2 separate regions of the Cricetulus griseus genome follow, and region 2 is linked to region 1. The links are chromatin contacts, called in public Hi-C maps. All regions are on one chromosome and are shown on one strand. The core of a region is the stretch at or near the end of the contact, and the rest is flanking DNA. Distances in the headings are between cores, read along the strand shown. Region 1 overlaps LOC103160468 (a long non-coding RNA gene). Region 2 holds the start of Chchd5 (coiled-coil-helix-coiled-coil-helix domain-containing protein 5).

Region 1 (6,725 bases), core at 1,666-4,165:
TTTGCCATGGTGACCCAGCATCTTTCTTTATGAGATCTTACCTACTTGTAAGTCAAAGAGCACTGGCTCAGGTCTATATAGCAGGCAAGGGGTGAGAGTTTTTCATTGGTGGTGACTACCATAAGTCTTTATCATCCTGGCTGGTTTCCTCTGGCTGTATTCAAGATTCTCTTCCGCTGGCAGCTGTGATTCTGTGTGGCGACAGCCTTCTCTAGCTGATTGCACATGTTCTCTAGCTGTGGCCTATGATAACCTTGTCTACCTTGCTTCTGTCAAGAGAATGCTGTCCTGTGGACTCTGTGCCACAAGGTTCTGTCACCCCATTAGTGTTAGGGTGGCATTGGTTCTTTATGGCTTGGGTAAACAGAAGGTTCCCCAGATGCTCCCATGGACCACTATCACCTTGAGGGGTTTCTGTCCAAGGCACTGTCTTGATCCATCTATGGATCAAGTTCTGGTACTTCTCCAACTTAGTATGGGCCACTGGCTTCTCCAAGCTTCTATGAGCCAACCGAGTATTGGTATCATGTACAGGCCCTTGCAGTGTTAATCCTGTGCAGCATGACAATGTTTTGTGCAGGTGAATGGCCCTTTATCTAACTTTACACTTTTGGCTGTCTTGATAGCAACATAAAAAGGATGGGTCCCGGAACTTTCAGAGCCTCCTGGAAACATTGCCCATGTCCCACTGTTCCTTTGGTGTATGCTTTTCCTACTTCTCTCCTTAGCAAATCTAGAATCTTGTAAGTGTCCACGCAGCAGTATGACAGCTACCAAGTGCTTGGATGATGCATTTGGCCAGGAAAGAGATGCTGAGCCCTGTTTTCAAATAGGCAGATCAATCTTGAATAGCCATGTCTGTGTCCAATCACTGTGGCCTTTTCATAGGGTGACAAAAAGGACCAGATGAGAATGACGAGTGTGATACATGGAGCCCGTGCCTTTCTGAAGATGAGAGGTTCTATGGCTGGCAGTTATGCTGTGAGCTGGGATGTAGCAAGTAGGTGGTTACTGGAGGTGTTGGAGTCTGAGCCTGTGCCTTTGTAGTCTTAAAATGCCAGGGTTGGCCACCTGTCCCCAACTGGTCAATTAAAGCAAGAAAATAATGAAAAAGTAGGAAAAGGGGTCTGCTCATTGTGGTCACATTGGGAAGAGCCTTGAGTGGGGGATGGCATAGATGTTTTATCATCTACAGCTGGGCACTCACAGTTGCTTAATCTCAGCATTTTGAAATTATTGGTCTCTGTGTTATCCATCACCCTCTTCAATAAGAAGCTGCTCAACACAAGTCTATGGTGATAAAATAAATACTTAGAAACAGTTTGACATCGTGACCCTTTAACAAACAACAGTTATAGGTTTTCCCCAGGGGCCCATGGCTTCCACAGCCATGGGTTTTTACTATATTTACAAAACTGGGATTGAATTTCCTTTTGTGGAACAGTCCTCACATCCAGTCATACCTAAGAGGTGTACTGGGAATCAGAGGTTTGGTTGTCTGTGTATCTTTTAAAGTTTTTTTCTCTTTTAAGCATCCATTCTCTTTTTCAATGGCATCTCCCGCCTGTGGCTAATAGTGGCCCATGATGTCCCAGGCATGTCAGGGTGGAGCTCACTGCTGGATCCTCTTGTCTACATACAGCAAGCGCTGTTGCTTGATTGGATATGTGCAGGGAACCTGGATACAGAACAGCTCCTCTGTGAGTCCTGCAACAGACACTCACAGCTCACAGCTGTATGGCATGTGTTTGCCCTGTCATGTCTGGAAACATGCCTGCTACAGGTGATGTCTCATCAGACACCCTCAGCAGACGCTACAGAGGGGCTTTGTAAAGACAGGAATATTATCTGTTTCCCAGGACTACACAGAATCTGCTCTTCCAGATTTACATATACTGTTCTTTGGGCACTCCAATGACAGGCACAGTGATCAGACTTTGTGGGGACACTGGCTGTGACTTCTTCAATTCTCTTCTTCTTCCTCCACCTCCTCTTGTTTTGTTTATGGAGACAGGGTCTCACTATATAGCTCTGGCTGGCCTGAACTCACAGAGATCCCCTTGCCTCTGCCTCCTGAGTTCTGGGATTAAAGGTGTGAGCTGCTGCGTGCACACAGCCTCTGTAGCTTCTTGTGCTGGGATAATTAGGCCTGGCTTTGACCCCAGTTCTGTGTTGCCATGAGGGTTGATCCTGTTGCTTTTACCCAGATGGCACAGGTCTGATCAGGTGTTTAGTTCCACACGTGTTTATTTTTAAGGATGTCCACATTAGTTACAAGCAGAGGGTTGGCTTTGTGAATCTAATACCACAATGTTCCCCACCACTTGATTATCTGCTTGTCTTGTTGCTAGGCACAGGACCTACTGGCTGCTGTCCACAGATCAACAAAAGTGCAAGTGGTGAATCTTGAGGGATCTTTCAGCTTTTCAGAGAAAATAGCTCACTTCTCAAGTCTTGTCTACTGAGCAGGATTTCTGTGAAAAAGCCCCACGAAGCTGGAGGTGCTCACACATTTTCCTCTGAAATCTGAAATAACCCTTTTATGCAATAACACTTCTTGGACACTCGGTGACAGTAGCTAGCTAGCCACTGGTATTTGAACCTTAAAAGGCTCACTAGAGTTAACTGGGCTGAGAAGGAAGGAATTTCTTACACTCTTCCGGAGAGTGTTCTTAAGCTGCTTCTGCTAGCTTTTTTATCCACGTGAAATGACGCCCCTGCTTCCCCCTCTAAACTGTACTACTCCACCCATACCACAGAGCACTGCTTTGAGTGTAGGGTGGGTCATCAGATACACATAGATCCCATTACTAATATGAACATTTCTTATTGTAAAAGGAGGACCTCACATACTCAAGACAGGCTGTGTATCCCCATATGACTCTAGATACGACTGTTCCCTAGGCCACGGTCATTCTTGGGAAGGGATTCACTATGACTCACTAGCAGTCAATGCTCCAACAGCTCACAAAATAACTGTCTTGGTCCTGGTGGAATATTTTAGGAGGTAGGATGCATATACTTTGTACCCCAATGTCAGAGATTCAAGCCCATACTGTCATTGTTAGACAGAAAGTTAGCTCTTGTAAGGACTAATGTTCCTCAAAAAATAGGACATAAAGGACAATAATTAACTGTGCTCAACTCTAGCTGAGTCATAGAGACAGTGTTGGTAGCCCCTCCATATGGGTGACTAAGGGCCCCCAAACAGGACATCAAGAACAATAGGTGGGAGTGGACAGCTCTAGCTGGGACAACTTAAACTAGCTGCAGGGACTTTCCAGTCAGAGGGGCATGTTCAGAAAATGCTGTTACCCTTTCCCCAGTAAACCTTCCAACTTCAGGGGAACTTAAAATTCCATACATCGCATCTTCCTGTGTTTGTATGTCTACTTAGGAAACTGAATTCTGAATAAAATGGGATTCTGAGAAAAATGTTCCCCTTTTCCAGGAGTGCTCACCCTGGGGGAAGACACAGGGAGGGGTTGATTGGAAGGAGAGAAATGCAAGCCCCACAGTTGCTAGGCTTGGTACCACTGTTCCTTAGCATGACCTGCTTTTTCTAGAGTACAAAGAGAGCTATGGGACTCACTGCAAGGTGGTCTCTGGCCAGGTCTTATCTTGCCCCACACCTCCTAAGTCTCCCCTCTGGATCACAGATACTCCGGGGATTAGCCTCAGAGAAGCCCCATTATCTAAATTGCAATTTCCAGTAAAATGAGCCACACACAGGCATTAAAGATCCTCTAGGTGAGTGCTCGTTTGCTTATCTGCAAGTTGAAATATTATTTTAATTGTTGTTCATGCTGACACAGTAGGAGTGCACGGATCCAGGCTGTTCTAACTTGTCTGGAAGGCAGCCCAAGGGCCGTCAGTACCACTTGATGCATCTTCAGGAAGGGATAAGGAGGAACCGACACCTACTACTTTTTGTGGTGATTTGATCATGAAATGTCCTTCATAGGCTCATGTGTATGCTCACTTGGTCTCCAGATGGGGGCGCTGTTTCCAGAGGCTGGGGAACCTTTAGGAGTTGGAGTCTAGCTGGAGGAAGTAAGGAGTTGTGGGGTGGGCATGGAGGGTTACAGCCTCCTTCATCTTTCTGATTTTATATCCTTGCTTCCTGGTATATGGAGAAAAATAAAGCAAAACAAAACAGAGCAGAGAACAACACCAGCTCTGACCACCACAGATAGAGCCCCAGCCACCATGACCACCCACCCCAACCCCCATCAAACTGAGCTGAAATTAACCTTTCTTCCTCTGAGGTTGATCCCTTCAGGTATTTTAACTCAGAGAAAAGAAAAGAAACTAGTACAATATTTTTTGTTACTTAGTAATTTGTAATTTCATACTTTTAGCTATTTTCATTTATTTCCATTTTTTGTCATTCTTATTATGGACAGTGCTGAGATCCACCCCAGGGCCTCCTAGATGCTAACTAAATTCTTGAATGCCGAGCTACCTGTCCAGTCATATTATTTTTAAAATAGCATAGAATTCAGAATTAGATCAATCTGATTTCCTTACACATCAACACCTGCAGCAAGATTTTTTTTCTGTTGTTTGTAAGGACAGTGCCTGGATCAGAAAAGGTACTCAAGAGGTACCATTAGAATGTATCACTGTAGCTGGGTAGTGGTGGTGCAAGCCTTTGATCCAAGGGACAGAGACAGGAGGATCTCTGTGAGTTGGAGGCCAGCATGGTCTATAGCGTGAGTTTCAGGACAGGCTCCAAAGCTACAGAGAAACCCCGTCTTGAAACACACACACACACACACACACACACACACATCTATATCATCACTGTCTTCATATGTATGCATATTCCTAATACTATTTCTTAGAAAGATCCATAAGAAAATGGCAGCAGGTTTTTCATGGCTAAGGGAAATGGGGTTGGGGGCAGGAGCTGTCACCATAACTAAGGTTCTTTTTCTTGTTCTTTTTCTCTGTTTCTATTTCCCTCCCTCCCTCCCTCCCTCCCTCCCTTCCTTCCTTCCTTCCAAGTCACCAAGTTACACCTCCAGCCATCAGCATGGTATTTTATTGATTGTCTTCATAGTACCTCATAGGTTTGGGTTTGTTCTGTTTTCATTTTCATTTCTGTAGCATTAGAAATAAAAGACCTAGAGACTGACATTGGAGTTTAAGCTTTGATATTGGAGTTTAAGCTTCAAGCTGAAGATCATTAATGCAAAGCAGCCAAGCCAGTAGATCTTACCTCTACCCAGCTGAAATGGCAGTCCTGTCTCCAAGAATCCTCAGAGGCAAAAGGCTCTCAGTTCCTGTGTCCTCCTGCCTTTTATTCCTCTCTCTGCCCAGCCATATCACGCCTGTCTCCACCTCCCTAGTGTTGGGATTAAAGGCATTTGATCCCAGGTGCTGAGATCACCTTTTCATGAGTTGTTTCTTTTAGGACTGAATCAATTTCGTGTAGTTGGTGTGGCCTTGAACTAACAGAGATCTGCCTACCTCTTAATCCTGTGTTCTGGGATTAAAAAGTGTGTATCACCACTGCTTGACTGCTATAGCTTGAGGCTGGCTTTGCTTTCTGAATCCTCAGCGAGCTTTAATAAATCACAAATAACATACATTTGCCACACATTTCATTCTAGGATTCTTTTTTCTTCTTGGTTTCTTTGTGAGTCCCTTAATCTATCATTCAGTAGTATGCTATTGAGTTTGTATCTGTCCTAGGGTTGCCGTTGTGGTGGATTTGCAGTCCTAGCCCACTGTGGCCAGATAGAACACAAGGTGTCATTTTAACTTTCCTGTATTTGTTGAGACTTGCTATGGGGGCAAATACATGGTTATTTTGGAGAAAGTTCCATAGAACTTTGAGTTGTAAGAAATGGGTCTGGGGTTTCAAGAAAGTGATCACACAGTCCAAAGCACTTTAAAAAAGGCAAAAAGTTTTATTTCTTTTAAAGGGTGCTTAGCCAAATCGAGCAAAGGCGCCCTGCTCCTCACTATGAGTGGTCAGAGCTTGGCCTCAAATTCCTCACATTGTGGGCTTCAAAGCAATAAGCAGCTGACAGGCAGAAAGTGATCCCCAGCAGAAAGGATTACCCTGAGCACATCTTCTGGTTGCAAGAAGTGCTGTCCCCATTGGAATTTGTGTTTCTGCCAAGCTGCTCCATCAAAACACATCTTAACGAAGTTTTGTCCTATTTAGCCTTTTGATAGAAAATATATTACATTTTGCTTACATTTTCCACAGAATCACCCACTTCCTTGTGCTGGAATCAGTCTGGGCTTTACTAATAGCATCTGCTCTATGAGACTGGGTGCACCTGTGTTCAGAGCGCATATGCTTAGCAGTTGTAATGTCCCCCTGCTAGGTCATTCCCTTATTCAGTGTGAAGTGACTTTGGGTTTCCTCACTGTTTCGGTTTGAAGTCTATTTTGTCAGCTATTAGAACAGTGACACCTGCTTATTTCCTAGGTGCATTTACTTACAACATTTTCCCCATGATTTCATGCTAAGGCTGTAGCTGTCTTCTGTGGTAAGGTGCGTGCTTTAGAGGTAGTAAATATATGCTTCTTGTGTTTTGGTCTATTCTACTAGTCTGCCTTTTGATTGGGAAGTTGAGACCATTAATTGTCTTATTATTGAAAGGTGTGTATGGATTCCTTCATTTTGTTTATTTGGCAGTTGTCTTAGGGTTTCTATTGCTGTGAAAATACACCATATCCACAGCAACTCTTATAAAGGAAAACAT
Region 2 (7,056 bases), core at 1,927-4,426, 40 kb before region 1:
TCCTTTGCCTTTTTCTATTTTAACCTTTGAGTTTCTTGTGTTTTTTAGGGTTTTGTGTGTGTGCTTGTGTATAATATAAGGCTGTATTTCCTGTTAATGGGTGTTTGACTTCTTCCATGGAAAACACCTCGAACTGGTTGATACTTCCCCCTTCTATTAAAAGAAGCTCAGCTTTGGACCCAGATACCCCATTCTTTGCTTCAGTCCTGTGGCTGGAAGTACTTTTCAGCTCTCTAGTGTCACAAATAGTCGTGGTTTTGAGGGTCTTGTTGCTGAGGGTAAGATTCACTATGAGGCCAAGATGGGCTGTCATCTTCCTGCCTCAGCCTCCAGAGTTAAAATTATCAAAATGAACCACAGTAACCAGCTAAATTTGTTTTGTTTTGATGCAGGTTTTTTCTGTAGTCCTGGCTGTCCTCATTCTGTAGACCAGGCTAGCCTTGAACTCAGGGATTACTTTCTGCCTCCCGAGTGCTAGGATTAAAGGCATGCACCACCACTGCCCAGCACCAGCTAACTTTTTTTTTTTTTTTTTTTTTTGGTTTTCCAGACAGGGTTTCTCTGTGTAGCTTTGGAGCCTATCCTGGCACTTGCTCTGGAGACCAGGCTGGCCTTGAACTCAGAGATCCGCCTGCCTCTGCCTCCCGAGTGCTGGGATTAAAGGCATGCGCCACCAACGCCCAGCACCAGCTAACTTGTCTAAAATTAACTTTTGATCTTAAATTGTAGATTCTTGACCAGTAAATTAACATGACACTAAGACAACCCAAGAACTTACTTAGAATTTTCCAATTTTATGTGTACTTACGTATAGTTGCATGGAATGTTATCTTCTGTGTAGACTGGTGTTGCACATAAGACACTTGTCATGTTGTGCCTTCTGTTAGTATTTTTAACCCTTCAACCCTTCTCTGTAATTTCAGGAAATGCATGTAAATAGAATCAAAACATGCTTTGAGACTGACTTTTTTAATTAACGGAATCCCCCTTAAATCCATCGAAGTTGTATGTATTAATTCATAGCTTTGTACTCCAGAGGTATATAATACTCCAAAGTGTGGGTGGACTAGATAAACCATCCACTTTGAAGGACATTCCATTGTTTCCAGTTTGGGGCATTAACAGGTAAAGCTGCTCTGGGGAGCCACGTACATGTTTGTGTATAGATACAATTTTCTTTTATCTGGGACAAATGTTCAAGAGTACAGTTGTCAAGTCGTAGTTTTATAAGAAACGGGGCTGGGGAAAGTGCTTGCTATGCAAGCATGAGGCCCCAAGTTTGAATCTCCAGCACCCACATAAAAGGCACAGCAGGGCACACTTGGAATACTAGTGGGTGGGATGTTGGGACAGGATCCCAGGTGCTCACTGGCCTGCCAATCAAGTTCATTGCTGGGCTCCAAGTTCAGTGACATACCCTGTCTCCAAAGACTTAGGTGCAAAGCAATGGAGGAAGACACTGACCTCTGGCCTGCACACAGTCAAGTGCCTGCACACACACACATACACTGTACACACTGAATGGGCCTGGTTTTTGGCACAAGACCCTCGAAGACCAAGTTCTCAGCAGAAAGATTTATTTTCTCCAGAGGGACAAAGCACAGGGAATAAGAGACAAAGACAGGAGATAGAGGACAAAGGGGAAGGGACATTTGTCAGCAACAAGAGAAGGGGAAGGAATATTTGTCCTAGAGGGACAAAGGACTGTCTCTGGGTAGAGGGGAGACAGATGTGGCCCATTGCCAAATGGCAGTTTATAAAGGTAAAGGAGGAAATCTGTGTTAGGGTGGTGTTTATTTTGGTTGGGCATGTTAAGTAGGTGACCCAAAAGGACTTGAATACTTTGAAAGCTGGACCTTGGTAGTCAGCCTCAGGGGAGAGGAGGTGGCCAAATAAGGGGATAGACTTTGGTGGCTAGCTTTAGGAGTGTAATAGAACAGTTCTTAGCAAGGTGGAGAGAATGGTAGAGAAGGGCAAGGCCATGTTTGCCCTGCTGGGACTGGCTGGCGTCCTTTCCCCAGCTCCCTCTCTTCAGCAGCAGCTGATGTTTACAGCTCACCTGCCCTGCTGTTTTCTCTCAAACCAATAAAGGTGCCCATGAGCTTCCTAATAATATGTTAAAAGTCTTTAATGCATGAGCTCTCCAAAGGGGACCCCAGTAACAAGCAGTTCTGAGATCTTCATTTCTCAGGTCTGCTTCACCTGCAAACATGGTTCTCTACATTTGATTCTTAGTCACACTCTTGGCAGAGCCACCAGCCAAAAGACAAGGGTGGAGGTGAGTGTCATGTTTCCCAAGAGTGAAAGTGTCACGTGTGGTGTGGCTAGTCTTACATCTGTCACGTGAAGCAGTTACAGATGGCCGGGAGCCGTTGTCCCTTGTCAACTGTCTACCACAGAACTCATGAATACAACCTCCATGCAGTTAACGCCTCCTTTACCTGGAACTGCTGTGTTCAGGCGCCCAGCCCTTCCCTTGCACTATGTCTGGTATGAAGGAGACCACCGTAGTCATCATCCCCTATTTTACAGCGGCATACTGACGTGATTAGTGAACACTTTGTCTAGTCTTAGAAGACCTCTCCATGCTAGGTGATCAGACGCTCAATTCTCTGAGGAGTATTTAGCCTTTTAAATAGGACATGGGCTCCCAGGTCTAGCCTTATAGTCTGAAGGCTTATGTGGAAACCACAACAGGGAAATTACAAAGGAAGTAATTTGTCCACGATTGCAAGGAGCAAGCAGTAAGATCCACTTTCATCCTGCTTTTACCACCTATGCCAGGAAAAGAGCATGCATGAGTATGGGGGCCCCATGTGGCTATTAGGAGGGGAGTGTGAACCGAAGCCAATGGTGCAGCTCAACGGAGAGGTCAGTCCCCTGTTGCTGAGCCCAGCAGCGGCGGGCACGGCTGCTGACCCAGCCGCAGCGTGGGAAGGGCCGGCGGCTACTAACTCCGGCCCGGAGAGTGGCAGCGCGAGCAACTGCAGACGATACCTACAGGGAACCCGACTCGTTCTGGTGCCGAGGTGCAGCAGCACTTCCGATCCCATACTTCCGGTAAACTCTAAGCCCCCGCACTACAAGCCGGAAGTAAAAAGACTAAACTGAAACAAAATAGCCGGCGGAAGTAGTTTCGTGGGGTCCAGCCCGGTCAAGCAATGAGCCCGGAAGGGGAGGCAGAGCGCAGCCATGATGATCGAGCCTAGATGGAGTGAGTGGCTGGACTCTCGGCGACCGGAAGAGTGAAGCCGGGAGGTATGGGTTGGGCGCCGCCATGTCAACCTGATACCGGAAAAGGCGGGTCTCTTCTCCCTGACGGATCGGCGCCTGAGCTCTGCTGGAGATGTGAGTTATAACTCCCTACAACTCTAGATCATGCTTGTCGGGCTGCATGATCCCCAGTGGGAAACGACTGCCTTCAAGACTGGAGATACTCCAGGCGTGCCTCACAATAACCAGACTTTGTTTTAGGACTTCCACTGTCTTTCCACACACTCCCGCCCTGTACCACAACGCTCAGGGCTCAGCTCTTGTTTCTGTCCCTCGTTGGCTGTCCCTATCATAGGATCCTTAAAATTTCCAGATCTGTCCTGGATCCCTAGGCCAATCACAGACCGAAATCAGAACTTTTTCTTGTCTACTCTTGAGATTATCATCAACTTACCCTGTCCCACAGGCAGGCAGCCCTGGAAGTTACTGCTCGGTACTGCAGCCGGGAGTTGGAACAGTATGGCCAATGTGTGGCGGCCAAGCCTGAGTCCTGGCATCGGGATTGTCACCACCTTAAGATGAGCATTGCTCGCTGCACATCCTCCCAGTGAGTGTAAAACTGGGGCTAGAGGGTGCTCGGCAGTGGGGTGTGAGTGCTCCGGGTCTGAAATGCCCTACTCCCACAGCCCCATCATCCGCCAGATCCGCCAGGCCTGCGCTGAGCCTTTTGAAGCCTTTGAGGAGTGCCTTCGCTTGAATGAGGCAGCAGTTGGCAACTGTGCCGAACACATGCGCCGTTTCCTGCAGTGTGCTGAGCAGGTGCAGCCGCCAAGTTCACCCACAACTGGAGAGGTAAAGGAGGCTCACTAGATCATTTCTTCTTCCTTCTTAACTCCCTTCATTTTCTTTTAAGTCCTAGCCCCACCCAATTCCCACACATGCCTTGGCTATGAATCCAGAATCCAAAAGATGGTTCTCTGCCCCAAGTCGCAGGCAGCCTCTGCTTTAGTCTAACCATCTTTCACACACCTCCCCTGCCAGGGCACCTGCTCCAGCCTTGTCCCTGGCTTGCCTGAACTCACCCTTGCTTCCATATAATGGTCTGAATTCTGGTCACATAACCCTTGCTTAAAACTCCAGTGGCTTCCCATCACTCACACTGAGACAAGGTCCCGGATTCTTACTGGATCCCTTGTATTCTTCCCTTTCTTGCCCATTTTGTCCTTTTCATTGCTTTCAGCTGTACTGGTGGGGGTGCAGGGTGGAGTGGAGGGGTTCACAAAAAAAAATGATCTTAATGTACACACTATGTAAACACATACAGTATATCTGAGATATAAATGATACTGATGGGGCAATTAGAAAAAGTCTTAAAATGCTCTGGGGTTGGCAGAAATGGAAGAGTGAGAAGCACTCCTTTGGATGTTTCTTGCCGGACCACTCCAGAGGGACAACTCACACCTTTAACCACCCTCCTCTGGACATCTCTCATGGGATCCTCTGTCCCTGCAACTCTGCTTTTTCTTTCTCACCGTCTTCTGGGCTTCTGTGTTGGTCCATCTTGTCCTTTCCAATCGTTCCCCTGTGATGGTCCCAGAATGATCTCAGAGGAAATCTTACCATGTTTGCTTCTACACAGAGCCTTCTCTGTGGTTTCCCTTTTACCAGACTGGCCCACAACCTGGTCTGGGATGACTCTGGTCTCACCTCTTCTGCTCTCCACCTCCATGTTCCATCCCCAGTGAACAATGTAGTTATTCAAGGGCATGTCTGTCTTGCTTCTAGCTATCTTGCTCTGCCTGAACTACCCTCCCCAGTCCATCTTCCGTCTAATTCTTACCCTGTTTACATGGTGGTACTTTCAGAAAACCTCCTCTATTCCCCTATCCTTGTTCCCTGACTTTTAAGCTCCCTCCATCCTGGTTCACACTCCACTGTTTCCCTTGTATCTTTTGCTTCAGGAGAGTTCTTGGCTAAAGGTTAACCTCTAATTATACCTGATATTCATTGCTTCTTTGTACAAAACAGGGTAGTTGAAAGACTTAGGTTATGAGAGCAGAAACTGCCCAGAAGGACTTTGATTCTCCACAGGAAATGTTCAGGAATGATTACATAATGTCCATTTCAGTTGCTCAAATATCTCATAGGAATATTTCTTTCTTTCAAGTGTTTTTGACATCTGGACAATAAAGCCCTTTCATTCCTTTTTTTGAGCTCTAGACCAGCCTGGGCTAGAGTTAGACCCTATCTCTTTCTGCCCTCCAAAAACAAACAAACAAACAACATAATACCACCTTCCAGCTCCAGTTTTTAGCCTACTGTGGACAACTTGTTCTCATGGCAAACGGCCAAGGTCACCACTTGGCACCTTTACCCTCTAGACTGGACTATGTGAGGGCAGCCTCTACTGTGTCTGCCTCATCTCCCCACCAGTAGTCTCAAGGCCAGTAAATGTTGGTATGTTTTCTCCACAGGCACAGCCACAGCCACTTCCTGCCTCCTGAAGACCCTCTTGGACTTCGAGAAAAGTAGACATGATTGACTAGCCCACTTAATGTCCTCATCTGGAAGAGTGACCATTTTGTTCCTGGACTTTGGGACTCTAAATAAATAAAGACTGAGTACAGGGCTTTGGTTCCAGCCTACAGCATTGAAGGGGGCAAGCACTAGGAGAGCTGGAGGACAGCTCAGGCACCACCTCCAGCTTTACTTAGTCAGTAGGGTGCGCCTGTTGGAGGCTTAGACTTAAGATGACTCAAACAGCCATCCCCTGTCCCTGCTGTATGTATGCTGGGGAAAGGCTTCTCTCCCACTCACTCTCACCAGATTGGTTTTTGGTTTTTTTAAGTCTAGGCAGTCCTGAAGCTCATTATGGATACCAAACTGGATTCAGACTCACAGCTAGGGTTACAGATGTGAGCCACCATGCCCAGCTTTCTTCCTTCTGGAACTAGAATAGAGACCATCCACTACCTCACACATGCCAGTCAATATGCCCTGCCTGCCATGGTGCCCTGAGCCTGCGCTCACCACCTCTTTATACAGTTTTCTTGAGGCTTGTGCGAGGAGCAATAAATAGCACATCTTTTCCACTGCTGAATCAGAACCAGTTAAGCAGTAGATATAGGCCTTGAGCAATGGATATAAAAATACTGGCCTTCAGGAGGTGGTGCTCGCCTTTAGTCCCAGCACTCGGGAGGCAGAGGCAGGCGGTTCTCTGTGAGTTTGAGGCCAGCATGGTCTACAGAGCGAGTTCCAGGACAACCAGAGCTGTTACACAGAGAAACTCTGTCTCGACAAAACAAACAAACAAACAACAACAAAAAAAACTGGCCTTATTATTGAGAACAGTTGTGTGGAGGCAGAAGCAAGGCTTGAGAATCAGAAGCTCAAGATCATCCACTGCTACATAGTTTGAAGCCAGACTAAGCCACCCGAGACCCTGTCTTGTTAAATAAATTTTAAAAATTGAAAACTGTGAGAGGACATGGCTTGGAAGCATCCTTCACTGTTTTGTCTTGATTAGCAATTTCCCAGAAGCCAGGTCTCAGGATGGGGCACTGATAATGTATTCTGAGTCTGAATACATTATTATATTATAGTGGTAGGTAGTGGAAAAGGGAGACAAGAAGACAGCCAATAAAAAGTGCCTTATCTGGGTGGCAAGATGGATCAGTGAGTTAGGATCCTTGCCATCAAGCCTGAAGGCTTGAGTTTGATCCCCAGGACCCACATGTTACGGTAGAGCAAACTAAGTGATTATCAAGCTGGTTACCACCTTGGGAAATGAGACCTCTGAGAATGGCATAGAACTTAGTTACTGTGTCTAAAAGATTAGTGTAT

What was found. Hi-C and Micro-C count contacts between places; a contact is called where the count stands out from the background.
Region 2: a Hi-C map of the CHO-K1 cell line shows a contact between it and region 1, with 2.2 times the contacts expected there. The contact joins the promoter of Chchd5 here to the enhancer-like site in region 1. A contact is called at or near these places in 2 of 8 Hi-C or Micro-C datasets (the CHO-K1 cell line and fibroblasts).

The regions. Positions count from the first base shown.
Region 1 is chr6:49,398,286-49,405,010 of CriGri-PICRH-1.0, reverse strand. The region is part of intron 1 of LOC103160468 (a long non-coding RNA gene); the gene reads right to left. Among named protein-coding and RNA genes, the nearest start is that of Slc20a1, 29 kb to the right of the region's middle. Within about 2 kb of position 2,915, at least 2 of the 6 cell types and tissues checked have open chromatin away from gene starts, as enhancers often do. A contact at or near this core is called in the CHO-K1 cell line and fibroblasts, where this site is marked.
Region 2 is chr6:49,438,579-49,445,634 of CriGri-PICRH-1.0, reverse strand. It overlaps Chchd5 (coiled-coil-helix-coiled-coil-helix domain-containing protein 5), which reads left to right and starts at 3,176. Exons shown (of 4, transcript XM_027421835.2): 1 at 3,176-3,348; 2 at 3,680-3,820; 3 at 3,900-4,065; 4 at 5,688-6,699. The coding sequence starts at 3,347. The coding sequence ends at 5,717.